2 separate regions of the Mus musculus genome follow, and region 2 is linked to region 1. The links are chromatin contacts, called in public Hi-C maps. All regions are on one chromosome and are shown on one strand. Each heading gives the region's core, a stretch centred on a gene start, on an enhancer-like site or on the middle of the called end of the contact. The rest is flanking DNA. Distances are from core to core; before and after follow the strand shown.

Region 1 (6,886 bases), core at 956-3,455:
TCAGAGGGACTGGGAAGGGGCTGTTTTCCAGCATTATGTTAAAAAAAAGGGGGGTTATTTAAAAACAATGATTACCATTGCCGATAAATTATGCAGTTACAAGATTACAGCATAGACAGTAATGTATAAGAATATGAAGTATAGTCTTGGTTCTGAAAGATGCTGAACAGTTTATTGACTTAATCTCAAAATAGATAATTAGTGCTTTGGGGGATTCTGCTGCAAACCCCGAGCCTCTCCAAGAAGAGGTGCTCAGGGTAATAGTGTAACATATTTAGGATCCTTCAACTTAGTGTCACCTCCATCTTGACCCATCTCTGCAGGATGACAAGAGTAGGTTACAGCAGGCTCAGCACTCTCCTTAACGTGATTCTACCAGGAAATGAAACATCTCACTTGTCAAGCAAGCCATTTGGGTAGGCTCAATTTCAGTGTGTGGAAAGTATGACCCTGCCCGGTGCCCAAGAACAAAAGGATGTAAGGGAAAAGTGGTGTCATGAAAATTGCACTCAGCAGTTACGAAATGTTGTAAAAATCTCTTAAAGATTAGCCTAACTGGAATCCATAATAGTACTAGGATGCCATAAATCAAGGTTGAAACTAATTAAGTGCTTGATCCTGTGATTCAAAGTTATAAACTTTAAGTAGTTTCAGTGTTCCTTGCTATTTACAGCCTGTCTATGCAACAGCTGTAAATCTGCTTATCCATTTACGGTCAGAAAGGATTCATGAACTTGTCAAACCAGTGTTATTATTTAAAGTCTAAAATCCAGATCCATTTCAAACAATTGCCTCGTTATTAGTCAAATTATTTAAAAGCAACTTTTAATGATAGAGTTCTAACACAGTCATCGCAGAAGTCACCACGATCTTCACCTCCATTTCATATTCAAAGATGTACTGAGACCATATTCACCACAAGGGAGAGGAAAGAGACAAAATCCAATTATGTGGAGTAGTAGTTAGTACTTTTGGTTCCAGAAATTATTGGTGGTGGTTGTAATGAATGAGCAACAAAGAACCTTTAATTAAGCACGGGTTATAAATACTAGTTTAATTTTAATGTGAACCAAAAATGTTAAGTCCTTTGTTATCCTACATCATGTTTTTATGCCTACAGATTTGCCACTTGAGGTATCCATTTATATATTTTTAATTTAGCATTATTTCCTGATGTTCGCTTTTGGACTCATCAATATGATTTACTTTAAAACAGTTGGCAAGGGTCTAAGGGTAAGGAGACAATATGCACCCGGTTGTCAGGTGGCACGTCTCCTCTGAGAAGAACTCTTGCAGGAACCGAAACTACAAACAAGCAAGCACTGTCTGAGATTCCTTTATTCCTGTGAAACTTCCAGGAGGCCACTAAATCTCTGCTGTTCTTTCTTAGCTTATAGACTGTCATCATGAGAACGTCCAGTCCTCAAATCCCAGCTGTTGGCTGTTTACATCAAGAGAGGCATGTCTGGGAAGACTGGACGAGCTTAAACCTGCCAGGGATTAAAAAGATCACAATGTCAGAGGTGCCTTTTAAGGGCTAGCAACCGTAGGGGTCAGTAAGGTTAAAAAGAAAATCCTGCACTTCGAAGGTCAGACTGCAGGTGGTCAATCAGCAGGACTCGGTCCATGAGCTCTCCTCACTTCCGCTACAGCTTGGGTCCTCCCTGGGGTTTTGCTGGCCAGGTAGCCTCCCTGTCCGCCCACTCTTCCTCTTGGGTTCGCGAGGCTTCCCAAAGCTACTCAGTGTCAGTGGGGACTAAAACGAGCAGCCTAGACGCTTCCTCTCCACCGGCCTCCCCCGCGGTACCTAAAAGCCGCGTGCTCCGCGGAGGGGTGCGGGGTGGGGTAGGAAATTCCTCCTCGCTCCACGTCCCCGCCCGCTCGCCCTACCCGTCCCCTCTCCGGCTGGCTGCTCTGCTCGCTCCGATGCTGACCTCGTCACCCTCACTTCTGCAGAGCGAGGTGGCCGAGGCGGCTGCGAGCTCGGGGCTCCCGGCAGGGCCATGGGGCAGGGTGAGTTGGGGCGCGGGCGCGGCGGCCGGGGGCCGGCCGCTTTCCGCCGCGCGCTCGCTCCGGGCGTCCGAGCTAGCCGTGCGGGGGAGGAGCGGAGCCTGGACGGGCCGGGTCCCCTAAAGCGGGCAGTGGCTTGGGAAGGCGGGGGCGCTGTGGTTCGCAGCTCCTCCGGAAAAGTTTGCACGGGATTCAGTTGGTGCGCAGCGGGCCGCTGGAGCCCAAGCACTGCGGGCGTGGCGACCGTCCCGCGCCCGGTCCGCTCCTCCTCCTCCTTCACAGCCCGGGCTGCCGCGCGCCGCCCCTTCGCCCGGGACTGGCTGCGGGCTGCGGCCGGGGCGGGGACCTGTAGCCGTCGTCGCGGCGCCCTCGGGCAGGGACCGACCGGCAGGTGGAAGCGCCCCGGGGAGGCGGGGCCGCCCCTGGCTGCCGTGGGTCGAGGCGGGCTCTTGGCCCGGCCGCTCCCGCCCTGACCCGCCGGCCTCTCCCACCCTAGCAGTGACGCGCCGCCTCCGAGCCCGAGCCCGCGCCGCGGCCAGCAGCGCGATGGACCGCAGCGTCCCGGATCCCCTACCCCGCAGCGCGCCCCGCACCCCCGCCATGCAGCCCGCGGGCTCCGCAGGGTAAGTAAGCCTCCCTCCCGGCCGCCGAGGCCTCGCGCGCTTCACCTGCCCGAGGCGAGCTCCCCGCGGGGCCGCCGGGCTCCCGGGCCGACCCACACGCGGGCGGGAGACTGCGTCCTCCCGGACGAGTCGGGGTGGGGGGTTCGGTACTTTGGGCAAGCTTTCCGATCGGGGTTACGGAAGGCCAGGCGAATGGCAGGCGTTGGGTGAGGAGTCCCGGAGCAAAAGTGGTAACAAAGGGCCCCTTGTTGGGGCTCTGTAGCGGCGGGGGGGACGACACCTGTAAGCGCGCTCCGGGAAAGGAAGGAAAAGTTTCCACAGCCAAGCGCTCCAGCCCAGGAGGATGGTTTCTGTCAAGGTGACTGCAAGGAAGGGGCTTCCTGAAAGTCCACGGAGGGCGCAGCAAGGTGTGCCAGCTGTCAGCCCGGCTTGACAGTTCCGGGAGCAGGCGGGGTGCTCGCCTCTGACTGGGGGTGTGTGTGTGTATGTGCTTCTGGCCAATTGGTGATGCCAAAGCCGAGTGCGAAGTCAGTCGCATTGGCAAACACCTATACTTTTTTTTTTTTTTTTTTACCGTCACGTGTTTGAGGAGCGATTGGAAGGGAAGGGGCTGTCACATGGTGAGTTAATATTAAATGAAGCATGCCTTCCTGCCAAATATGCTAAACATCACTCTGTTAAACGTTTGGGTAAACAGTGGTGGGAACAGGTAGTCCTGCAAGGGCCAAGGAGAACTTGAGAATAACCTTTGTCGTAGTAAATGGTCAAGCTACACAACCCTGTCCTAGGTGAGACCGCCTCACTGCTGTCATGTAGCCTCTTTGCCATAAAGCACCCCCAGTTTCTCTTTTTCTTTGTTAATCAGAACCTAGAAATGCCTTAAGCAGAGTATGAAAATTCCGGAAATTGGAACATTAAGGAACAGGCGACTTTGTAAGCAATGAATGAAAGTCGTTCTTTTTTTTTTTTTTCCCCTGGTTTAAGAGTGAAGAAGTCATTTTTCCCTGGAACATGACAGGCGTTTCCTTAGGAGCAAGTCACAGCATGTTTATTCATCAGAGGCCATGCGAGCATTGGCAGTTGTCTAGAGGAAACATGGAAGAGTCTCAAGGCAACATGACTAATCTAACAGATATTTAGTGTAATGCTTACATAGAGGAAACATGCAGTGTATGAATTCGTTCTTTTTTCCTCTAAATTTCGATCTCCTCCATGCAAATATCCCCTATTGCTGTAGAGCGCTACTTTTTTCTTGGGGGGGCGGCTTTCCACCGTTTAGATACTAATGTGTCTCCTTCCATATATTTTTACCGTATGGAGAGTAAGTGTGTCGGTAGGATGAGGTAAAGCAAGGCCTGGAGACAGAGCTGTGGATTAATGTAAGTTAATGTCATACAAGCTTTCACACAAAACTGAATTAGACTCTCAGAAAACAGCAGAGAATTCCCGTGTGTGTCTGTGTAATACACTTACACAACACGCAGTCTCAGATGCTCAGGAATCGGTTCTTCTAAACAAAATAGGTGAGGCCGGAGAGCTCGGTGATGAAATATAGAGCTTTCTAGTGACAAGCCTAGAATACCCCGGGTTTTATGCTTGAGAACTTGGGGGCTAAACAAATGAGTTCCTTGAAAGTATGCATATATTTAATTGCTTGATGACTTTATTTATTTATTTATTTATTTGGCAGCGACTCCTTTAGGCTAGGCTGGTCTGCAACTGCATTTATAGTTGAGGGTTACCTCTTGTTTCTGCCTCCCAAAATTGAGGTTACAGGAATACACCACTGCACCCTAAAGAGGAAAATATTTTAAAGAACCTTTGTGCTTACCTTTCAAACTTCAGGGAAGATATCTGGGAAAATGCTCCTGTAAATAAACTGCCATAATACCTAATAGTATTCTTTTAAGAAAAAAAAAAAGAGCTTCTAGTGGCTTGCCCTCTCCCACTTGTCTATTCCAAGTGCCTGTCATGTCTGATGAGTATTCAGGATTAGTGTTTGCTTTTTCTAAAAAAAAAAAAAAAAAAAAAAAATTGAGACCTTTAAAAAAGTTTAAATTGTGGGAAAATGAGAGTATTTAGGAGGTGCAGGGTGCAATCCTAATATGATATAATTGTTGGTTTTGAAGGTAGGTTCCTTACTATAGAACTAATTATATCATGACTCAATAGCCTAATAGCTGGTGAGGCCTACTTTAGTTCTTATCCGTGGATATTGTTGTTCAAAAGAAGTCCTCTGTTGTCTGTAATTTTCCAAGGTTTACTCTGTTGTAACAGGTTATTTGAAGGGCAAATCAATGCAGCTTCATATTTTACAAGGGTGGGGGTGGGGGTGGGGAGGAGGAAGCTCTTTGCTTGAGTTACTGAGCCAATTAGTAAAACCTGAGGTCTGGGGTGCCTGCTCACTGTGTTAATTGATTTGAATGCCTTCTGACTAAGGTAATAGTAATCTACGTTTTAACATATGGGTGCTGAATGGTTAACAGAGTTCTATAGTTTATATAGTTTAGATCTTGTGGAGATTCCTAAGTTTGAAACTTTGCCCCCCTCCCCTACATAACGGAATTGGTGGTGCGGTGCCTTTAAGAGGTGTGACAAGGTCATTAAGGGGGATTAACGGGAGTGGGTTGGTTATGGGTACAGAATACTGTTGTAAAGTGAGCCTGGCTTTCTCTGCTTGCCTTCTGCTCCATGTCTTATGGTCTCCTACTTTGCTACCTGTGCCTTTTGGTGCGGCTAGCAAGCCTTCACCTGGTGAACATACAGGGCTGCCCTGAGCTCAGGCTTTTAGTCTCTGTAGCTGGTGCTAAACAGGCCTCTTTTCTTCAAGGAATGCCTAATCACAGGTATTATTATATTGTAACATAAGATGTTAGGGGGAAGGGGAATAACATTATTGTAGGAAAAAAAAATACTCTGTGGCCTCTTGGTTACTGTTGCTTTGAAACATTCTAAAAATTGTAAGCTTGCATATGTAAGTAAAAATGTGATGGTTTAAGTTTTTCTTCAGTGTTTTCATAGACTTAACTCACATTTAACATAGTGTGGTGGTGAGACACCTGGGAGACATGGCCTCATCTGCATAGATGTTGTGGCTGCCTCATGGACTCCTGCTGAAAAGACCCCTGAAGTGAAGGGGTCTTGTTCCAGTCCTCACACCTCCTCAGGGGTTTACGGTGGCTTCTGGTTCACCTCCTCAATCCCTAATAAGGTGGTGACGTTATTAGCTCTCCTTTTCAGTATTGCCTATAAGCATCCATTGACCATTTGTTGGATGTCTTGTAGGCTTGGCTTTTGATTTTGAAAAAATGCTGCTGAGTTTAGACTTCAAAGCCATAGAATTCCAACAGCTCTGGTGTTTTTACTTTGAGATTCAATGTTTATGTTCGTTTTCCCCATGAGTTGGTTTGTTTTGAGATGAGTCCCACAAAATGGAGGCCAGCGTTGAACTTGGATATTCCCATCTCACCCTCTTGCAAATTGCTTTTATGTGTATTAGGGTTCCAGGCTAGATTAAAGTTTGCATGTTCACACACACACACACACACACATACACACACACACACACGATTTTAAAGTTGCAAAAAGCAATTGATTTGAACTGGGCTCTGTCACTTATTCCACTAGACCCAACCTAACACAGAACGTAATCATAGTAACTGAGCCTTGTAGCCTAGTAATGATTTAGCTGTAAACAACTAACTGGTTATGCCTTAACTAGCTCCCTACTGCTTAACTCAGCTGTGGACGATAGAGTTGTTTTCTCTGAGTGGCATGCAGTCATCATGGTGAGTGTTTTTAGAACCTGCTCTGAGTGTAGGAGCTGTCCAGGTCTCAAATCTCTGCTCAAATTAACTGTAGTATTTTGAATTCATTTAAGTAAGTTTTCTTCTGAACATTCATAGATATCACATAATATATATCCACATATATGTATGCTATCTGATATCTATCATCTATGTGTGTCTATTATATAGGTTTTCACATAGATGAAAGTTAGCTGGTTTAGTTTGTATTGTGACATATGAAAGCTGTAATTGTTTACTAGTTTCCTTGGTTGGAAATGCTAGGTTGGTGTGTCTTGGAAGAGAAGAAGAGCCCTGTTGAGACACAGGTTGAAGAGCTGAAAGGTTTTAGAGGTGAAGGTAGTAACCACATATGATTTTTACTTTCTGCTGTCGATATCCAGTGTTAGTTAAGAGTTTCTTGTTGTCAGTGATGACCCCAAAATATTACATAGAACATTCCAGAGA
Region 2 (7,015 bases), core at 617-3,116, 920 kb before region 1:
TAACTATACATAAAATGTTTTGGCAATGGCAAATCAATTAGATTTAAAAGGAGAAAGCCTCTGTCAACCAAGAGAAACTTACCATTTGTCCTTGCTGGGTGAGGATCTGTCACACAGAGCTGGCTCTGCCCCAGAGCCCTTAGCCATCCTTGCCTCACTTTCCTGGGACCCCACAGATTCCCTCAGCTCCTCCTTAGCCATAGGACTGGCTCTCAATCTTCCTAATGCTGGGATCCTTTAACACAGTTCCTCACGTTGTGGTGACCCTCAACCATAAAGTTATTTTCATTGTTACTTCAAAACTGTAACTTTGCTACTGTTGTGAATCATAATGTAAATATCTGACTGCAGGGTATCTGATATATGACCCCTGGGAAAAGGTCAGGTAACCTTCCAATGGGGTTGCAACACATAGCTTAAGCACCACTCAAAGGCCTCACTGTCATTGTCAGACCTTGTGTCTATAGAGAAGGCTGTCGCCAAGTCCTACCCAGCAGGCATCTTTCTTCAGATAATCTCTATTTATAAGTTTTTAAATGCCTAAAAGCAAATAACTTCTCTTTTGTCTTAGCTGTTGACAGAAGGACAGTCAAAAACAAATTTGTTCCATTTTGCCTGGGCAGATCCAGTAAAGAGGAGACCTGAGTCTAACAATCAACCCGATTGCTAGAACACAGTGCCTACACACACCACAAGACACAGTCTAAGTGGGAGACTTTAACATGAAAACATACAATATAATGAAGAATATACATATGCAGAACAATACAGTGGTGAGTATTACATACAAAGCCATATGTAATACACAATAAAGCACTTCTCTAGAAATAAAAATGTACTGGCTTCAGTCAATTTTATTCATCATTGTAATACCATCATTTGATTATTTATTCATCACTAACTGTGTGTCAGAAGTTTTGCTAAGCATTTTTTAATTACCTAATGTTATTCTCATGATGCTAAATTGTTAACTATACTCATTTTAGGAAGTCTTGTTTATTTTACAAATAATTTATTAACAACTGTTAATGAAATAGTAAAAATGTATAAATGTCTTCCTTGAAGGTATAAAACTGAGACAGATAAACATCTACCTATATTAAAAAAAATATCCAGGAGATGTTTTTTTTTAATTTTTTTTATTACATATTTTCCTCAATTACATTTCCAATGCTCTCCCAAAAGTCCCCCATACCCTCCCCCCCACTTCCCTACCCACCCATTCCCATTTTTTGGCCCTGGCGTTCCCCTGTACTGGGGCATATAAAGTTTGTGTGTCCAATGGGCCTCTCTTTCCAGTGATGGCCAACTAGGCCATCTTTTGATACATATGTAGCTAGAGTCAAGAGCTCTGGGGTACTGGTTAGTTCATAATGTTGTTGCACCTACAGGGTTGCAGATCTCTTTAGCTCCTTGGGTACTTTCTCTAGCTCCTCCATTGGGGGCCCTGTGATCCATCCAATAGCTGACTGTGAGGGAGATGTTTTAATTTGGAAAAGAAAGCAAAACAGCTGCTGTCTACGAGTCTGAATGCTAAGTTTTGGACTTCCTCAAGGAATGGTTTCTGTTCCTCGTTCCTCTTTTTATTTGCAGGGAACATGTTAACCTGCTTTTCATGCAGGAAACAAACCCTTTATTTATAATCATTTGTTCATTAAATTGTTGGAGTGGAGTTTCAGGGATTTTCTTCAAGCCTTTAAGATTGTGATTTATTTTAATCATAAACACTACAGTGATTTTTTAGAATGATGCACTTTAAAGCTTTCATACATTTACTTACTTACTTACTTACTGAGGCTGTGTGCATGTGCCAGGGTGCACGTGTGGAGGTCGGAGGACAGCTGGAGGAATGGCTTCTTCCCGTCCAGCAAGTGGGTTGCTGGGATTGGAGTCAGCTTGTCAAACTTGGCAGCAAATGCCACAACCTGCTAAGCTCTCCAGCTCTCCAGCCTGTAGTCGTGAGTGTGTTCAGCTAAAAGTAAACAGATGGCATAGGCCACAGTCTCATCAGGATCTAACAGTTTTCTTTCCACTACTCAAAGGAGTGTCTTAGCTTTAAATGTAAGGACAAGGCTATGGGCATTCATAATTGCCTAAAACTAAGTAAACCCAGCAAAAGCGAAGAAGTCTGTATCCAATTTTCATTAAGTGGATTGATCTAAGTAGATCACTGGCAGTTGGCTAACCCCCTATACTAATTTAATGAAGATGAGCAACACTCGTACCATGCTTTCTCAAACTCCCAGATTAGAAACCATGTTCTCTTACAGTTGCCACTTGACTCTGACAGTAACCTTTGAAGGCAGTACTTTATCCTGAGGAACAGCAGTCATGCATCAAGCACCTGCGTTTCTGTGTGCCAGACACAACAGGAAGCATTCTGCATATGCTAGCCTACTTAACTCTTAAAACTCTTATGGATTAGACATGTGTTAGCTTCAGTGGCAAGTTACAGACAATAAATATCAGTAAGCAATGAAAGAAACCAGAAACTGGTTTTCTATGTAAGCCTAGGTAGGTGGGCTAGAACTTTTGCTCTGACTACATTCTCATGAATGTAGCAGCCCAGGCCTCTTCTCTCTCTGGTGTCCCATTCCCACTGTATGGTTTATGGTGGCTGCCCCAGCTCTGCCTATTGCCTGAATTCTGGCCATCACAGAAAAGCCCAGAGGAAATGCACCCTCCCCTCTGCTCTAAGGCTACTATCAGAAGTGGCAGACACATTTCTATGATGTACTCTGCTGACCAGAAATCAAGTGTGCCACACACTGAGCTGCAGGAGAGTCCAGGAATGGGATTTCTGCTGGGAAGCTTCTGGGGTGTAGCTAGTTTAAGGGATTTTTTTTTAAAAAATGAAAATGAACTGGAAAGATATGTTTAGGTCTACACAAATAGCTCTATTTACAATGCTATGGTTCCTGTTCTATGAGTAGGAAGTTAATAAAGGTGTCTAAATGTCAGCCTTAAAAAACAACAATCATTTGTTTGATTAAAATTTATGGTCTCTACAATAATACATGTTTGGACTCTTAATCTACTTGCTAAGATACTTGCCACTTAAGTAACCATACATAAAACACTTTTAACCTAAAGAGAAAAGAACAAAGACTTGATTCTAGTCTAAGCGTTTGTACCTTGCATAACTATTCTACTTGACCCAGGAAAAAGCAGTACTCGATTCATTTATATTTCCAGTCAATGTGTAGTCGAAAGATCAGCATCCCTAGAATGCACTGTAATATTTCTAACCAATAGCATTAAAAAAAAAGTGACATTCTATAGAGAATAATAAGAACATCCTTAAGGACAGATGAGGTCATGACATCCCCTGTGCCCACCAAGGTATTAGGTATTAGGTATCTCACCTCTGCATTAGAAACATGTAAGATTGAATTAAATCAGACCTGGGAAAAGAATAACACTAGTCTAATGCTGCTTCAGAGAGCAAGGCAATGCAGCTTGCTGCTATATATTATGTGCTGAGTATTGTATGCTGTGGATGAAACAGAGAAGATACATGTATACCCCTATACTGTTTACTGAACACTTGAGATATGCTAGAAGTACAGGATACATTCAGGATCTGAAAGACAGTATGAAATGAATACTGTAAATGAACTTGTGAAATTTTGATTGAATTTTGAAACGATAACTTGGATATATTGAATTAAATAAAATATATCTCATTAACTGCATTGTTACCAGTTCTGATATCTTTTAAAATGTAGATATTTGAAAAGTATAAATTTGTATATGAGGATCAGTGACGAGCCACACAGGCAACAAAGGAAACAAAACCAAACCAAAGCAAAAGCAAGAACAAGAACAAAAACAAAGGGAGAGTGGTCGCTATCATAAGCAAAAAGAAAAAAAAAAGTTATTTCTAGTCTCTGGCATCTCCCACTGACTAAGGGAAGGAAGTTTCTTTCTAGGTATTTTCTAAAAAGTCGTTAAAACTCTCTGGACACCCACAGCACTGCCTTTTAAATGGCTCCACACCCAGCATGGCTCAGGAGAGTAATTTCCAATTACAGAGTTTCCTAAATCTTCTAGTACAGTGGAGCATTGTCTAGGGGGAAAAGACAAGCGTACTGTAGCTATTGTAAAGAATATGCTCCACTAGAAGTAAATCCATTGATCTAGAATCAACTGTAATGCATTTAGCTACAAATAACAGGAAAATAGATTTAAGCAATAAGCAACATTGTGTCACCAAGTCCAGCAGGAACTCAAGCTTCTGTGTGACTCTCTGCAGGCTTGTCAGGCTCCTCCTTCCCAGGCATCTCAGCCTTGCGTTCAGAATGTATTTAAATGCACAACGAATCAGTCGCTGCGTGTCGTTTTACCATTGTGTTTAATTGCCACCCTTCCATCATTAAAACTTCTCCAATATAATCACAGGAATTGTCTCACAAGCTTTTGCTGGCATCCATCTACATAGCCATTTAGTGATATTTATTATCTCTAATGTGGTGTCAAACACAACACGATCCTCAGTTCTTTCTCTTAGTGAGTGAGGTTTACCCTTTTTCTCATACTAGAGAAAACCGACAAAGGTACGGCAGTCACAACATCAAGTTTGTCTTCGATCGGCTTTAAAGTTTCCCGTTCTCAAAACCTGCCTTTAAGGTTTATGTCTCTGAGATTCAGCGAGTGAACGAATGAGAAAACAAGTCTGGCAGTGTTAGGCCTGCCTGACAGAAAGACTTCTGCACATGGCTTTTCTGTTTCTCAGTAATTAGGATCCCAGCATAACTACAGCTCAAGATATTTCTTATCAAATGTCCTCATCAAAAAGAGCTTTGATTCTCTGTGAAATTCTGTGTTCCTTCCGGTCCAGCAGACACATTAATGACGTTCTCTGGGGCAGGACCTCAGCAAGAAAACAGATGCCTGTTACTCAAATGGCACCATTTCTCAAAACACTTCTCAAAGCCCTTAGGGCTTGCTCATATACACTTGCATGAGAAGGCATACCTGCTCCTCTCCCCCAACACCTCTCTCTCTCTCTCTCTCTCTCTCTCTCTCTCTCTCTCTCACACACACACACACACACAAACACACACACAATTGGTCTCATTACACCTGCCTTACGATATTGCACATAACATAAGATAATGCATATAGTTATTCAAAATGAGGCAGATTACATTAAATAATAGACATAATGGTGATAAGGACAGGTGTAACACAGAATCAGTGTTGCTAAAGGCATTGAGACACAAGCACTTTGGTCAAAAGCAACCTATTGTCCCACCTGGCCTCTAATCTGTGAGCTTCCCAAATGTCTCCTGGGCACTCTTTTACTTAGTGATCTTTTTTCCCTAATTTGTCTCTGATTTCCCCATTATCAGCTCACAGTGATTCCTTGCTTTGAGTCCACAGATTTCCTTTAACTGTTTGTTCCCATCTGAGTGTCTCTCCTTAACCAACCATAATTTCCAGTAGAATTGGGTTCAGGAATGAGCCATCAAGAAACCCACCTTTCCCAAGTGGCTAAGACTCCTCCGCCCCTGCCACACACACACACACACACACACACACACCCCGTGAGTTCTTACCATGTAGAACTTCACAATTTCTTTAACATGACTGCTGTGTCACACGCACTTCATATTTAGCATACAGTGAGTGATCCGCCCATCCTTCCTACTCATATTCACACCCATATGTTCTGCTTTCATATTGGGTATGCCTGACAAAATCTCACTTGCTTATCAATGTTTATACATCTTTAGAGTTTGGCTTATCCCATGCTTTCTTCTCTAGTGGAATCAACTGTTCTGGAAAACAACAAACACATTATTACAGTTTATTTATTTTATCATTCATTACCAACAATTTGAAATGTGATCTCTTTGCGAAAGACACCTTAGTTTCTCAAATATTAGGGTTTCTAATTTAAAGAACAAAATAATCTGTTTCATTCTCAAAGACAATCTTCAAAAGTCATGTCAAAGGTCTTCTTGATTAACCAGTCCATTCCAGACACCAGCTTCCTCTACTGTAAATATAAGATATTATATCATGTACAGGTTCTAGTTCTGCTTGTTTTGCTGAGAACACAGAGTAAGCATCTCTCAGGACTATGGATGAATAGCAGGGGTGGAAGCCCACCCAGTAACCCTGAAGGACATACCTGAAACCTTGCCACACTCTGACTTCCAGTGCACATCTATGGAAAATAGTTGCCTTCTTGTTTAAGACCATACACCGCCCTGGTTTGTCCAGGATTTCTTGGTTTGGGATGTTCTACACCTGTGCAAGGCAGAATGCTTGCCACCCTATGTCTTATCCCTTAAGGCATCAGTTTTTCCTAATGTGCAGGGGCGTATAGACACAATCATCCAGTTTATTGTCGATGTGAAGTACATGATGTACATAGAGAGCTTATAGGTGATTTGACCTTGAAAGCCATTGTTACTGAGCTTCACCCAGTCTAGGTTTAAGTATTCGTATCTCTAAGTGAGCTCAAACTTACTTATCTTTTTGTTCTCTCACTTTTTTATGGGGACACAGTCATTTAAAAATGAAATTGATGCCTTTCAAAATCGCCGGTTTTGTTGTGTCAATAATTAATCAATGGATATTATTTGATACCACCTAGATTTTGTGGGTCCAAATTTAATAGAATAGATGTGTTTCACTAATTTTAAAGGGGTGGTCCCTGAGCCAAGACCTTTCCTGAAATGTAAATTCTTAGTCTCTAGCACAGATTACAGACTGAATCTGTACAGAATGAATCAAAAGCCAGTTCTCCAGGTAACTCTAACATGTGGGGAGGGCTAAGAGCCACAGCTCTCCTTGTGGCTTCTCTAGACCACAGTCCACAGCCAAGGTCTTTTTCACATAGAGGTGAACCAGTAAAACAGCAGCTATATTAATATGGAGACAATACAATTTTAAAGGCATCAATCATTTTTGCCAAATAAATTGTATACAATAGTTAGATTTTCCTCATCATCTTCCATTCCTTAAACACAGCACTTAACTATTGACATATTAAAGATTGGCC

The links. A called contact is a pair of places that touch in the nucleus more often than the background predicts.
Region 2: a Hi-C map of bone marrow-derived macrophages shows a contact between it and region 1, with 9 read pairs. The contact joins the enhancer-like site here to the promoter of Cobll1 in region 1. A contact is called at or near these places in 1 of 484 Hi-C or Micro-C datasets (bone marrow-derived macrophages), 2 of 115 datasets of contacts at active chromatin or transcription factors (embryonic stem cells and pancreatic cancer cells) and 1 of 9 other capture datasets (embryonic stem cells).

What each region holds. Positions count from the first base shown.
Region 1 is chr2:65,234,110-65,240,995 of GRCm38.p6, reverse strand. It overlaps Cobll1 (Cobl-like 1), which reads left to right and starts at 2,205. Exons shown (of 14, transcript NM_177025.6): 1 at 2,205-2,633. The coding sequence starts at 2,557. Gm13594 (a long non-coding RNA gene) reads right to left here. Exons shown (of 2, transcript XR_001783320.2): 1 at 2,914-6,886; 2 at 800-1,490.
Region 2 is chr2:66,153,257-66,160,271 of GRCm38.p6, reverse strand. No RefSeq gene overlaps it. Among named protein-coding and RNA genes, the nearest start is that of Galnt3, 32 kb to the right of the region's middle. Within about 2 kb of position 1,866, at least 9 of the 459 cell types and tissues checked have an H3K27ac peak or open chromatin away from gene starts, as enhancers often do. A contact at or near this core is called in bone marrow-derived macrophages, where this site is marked.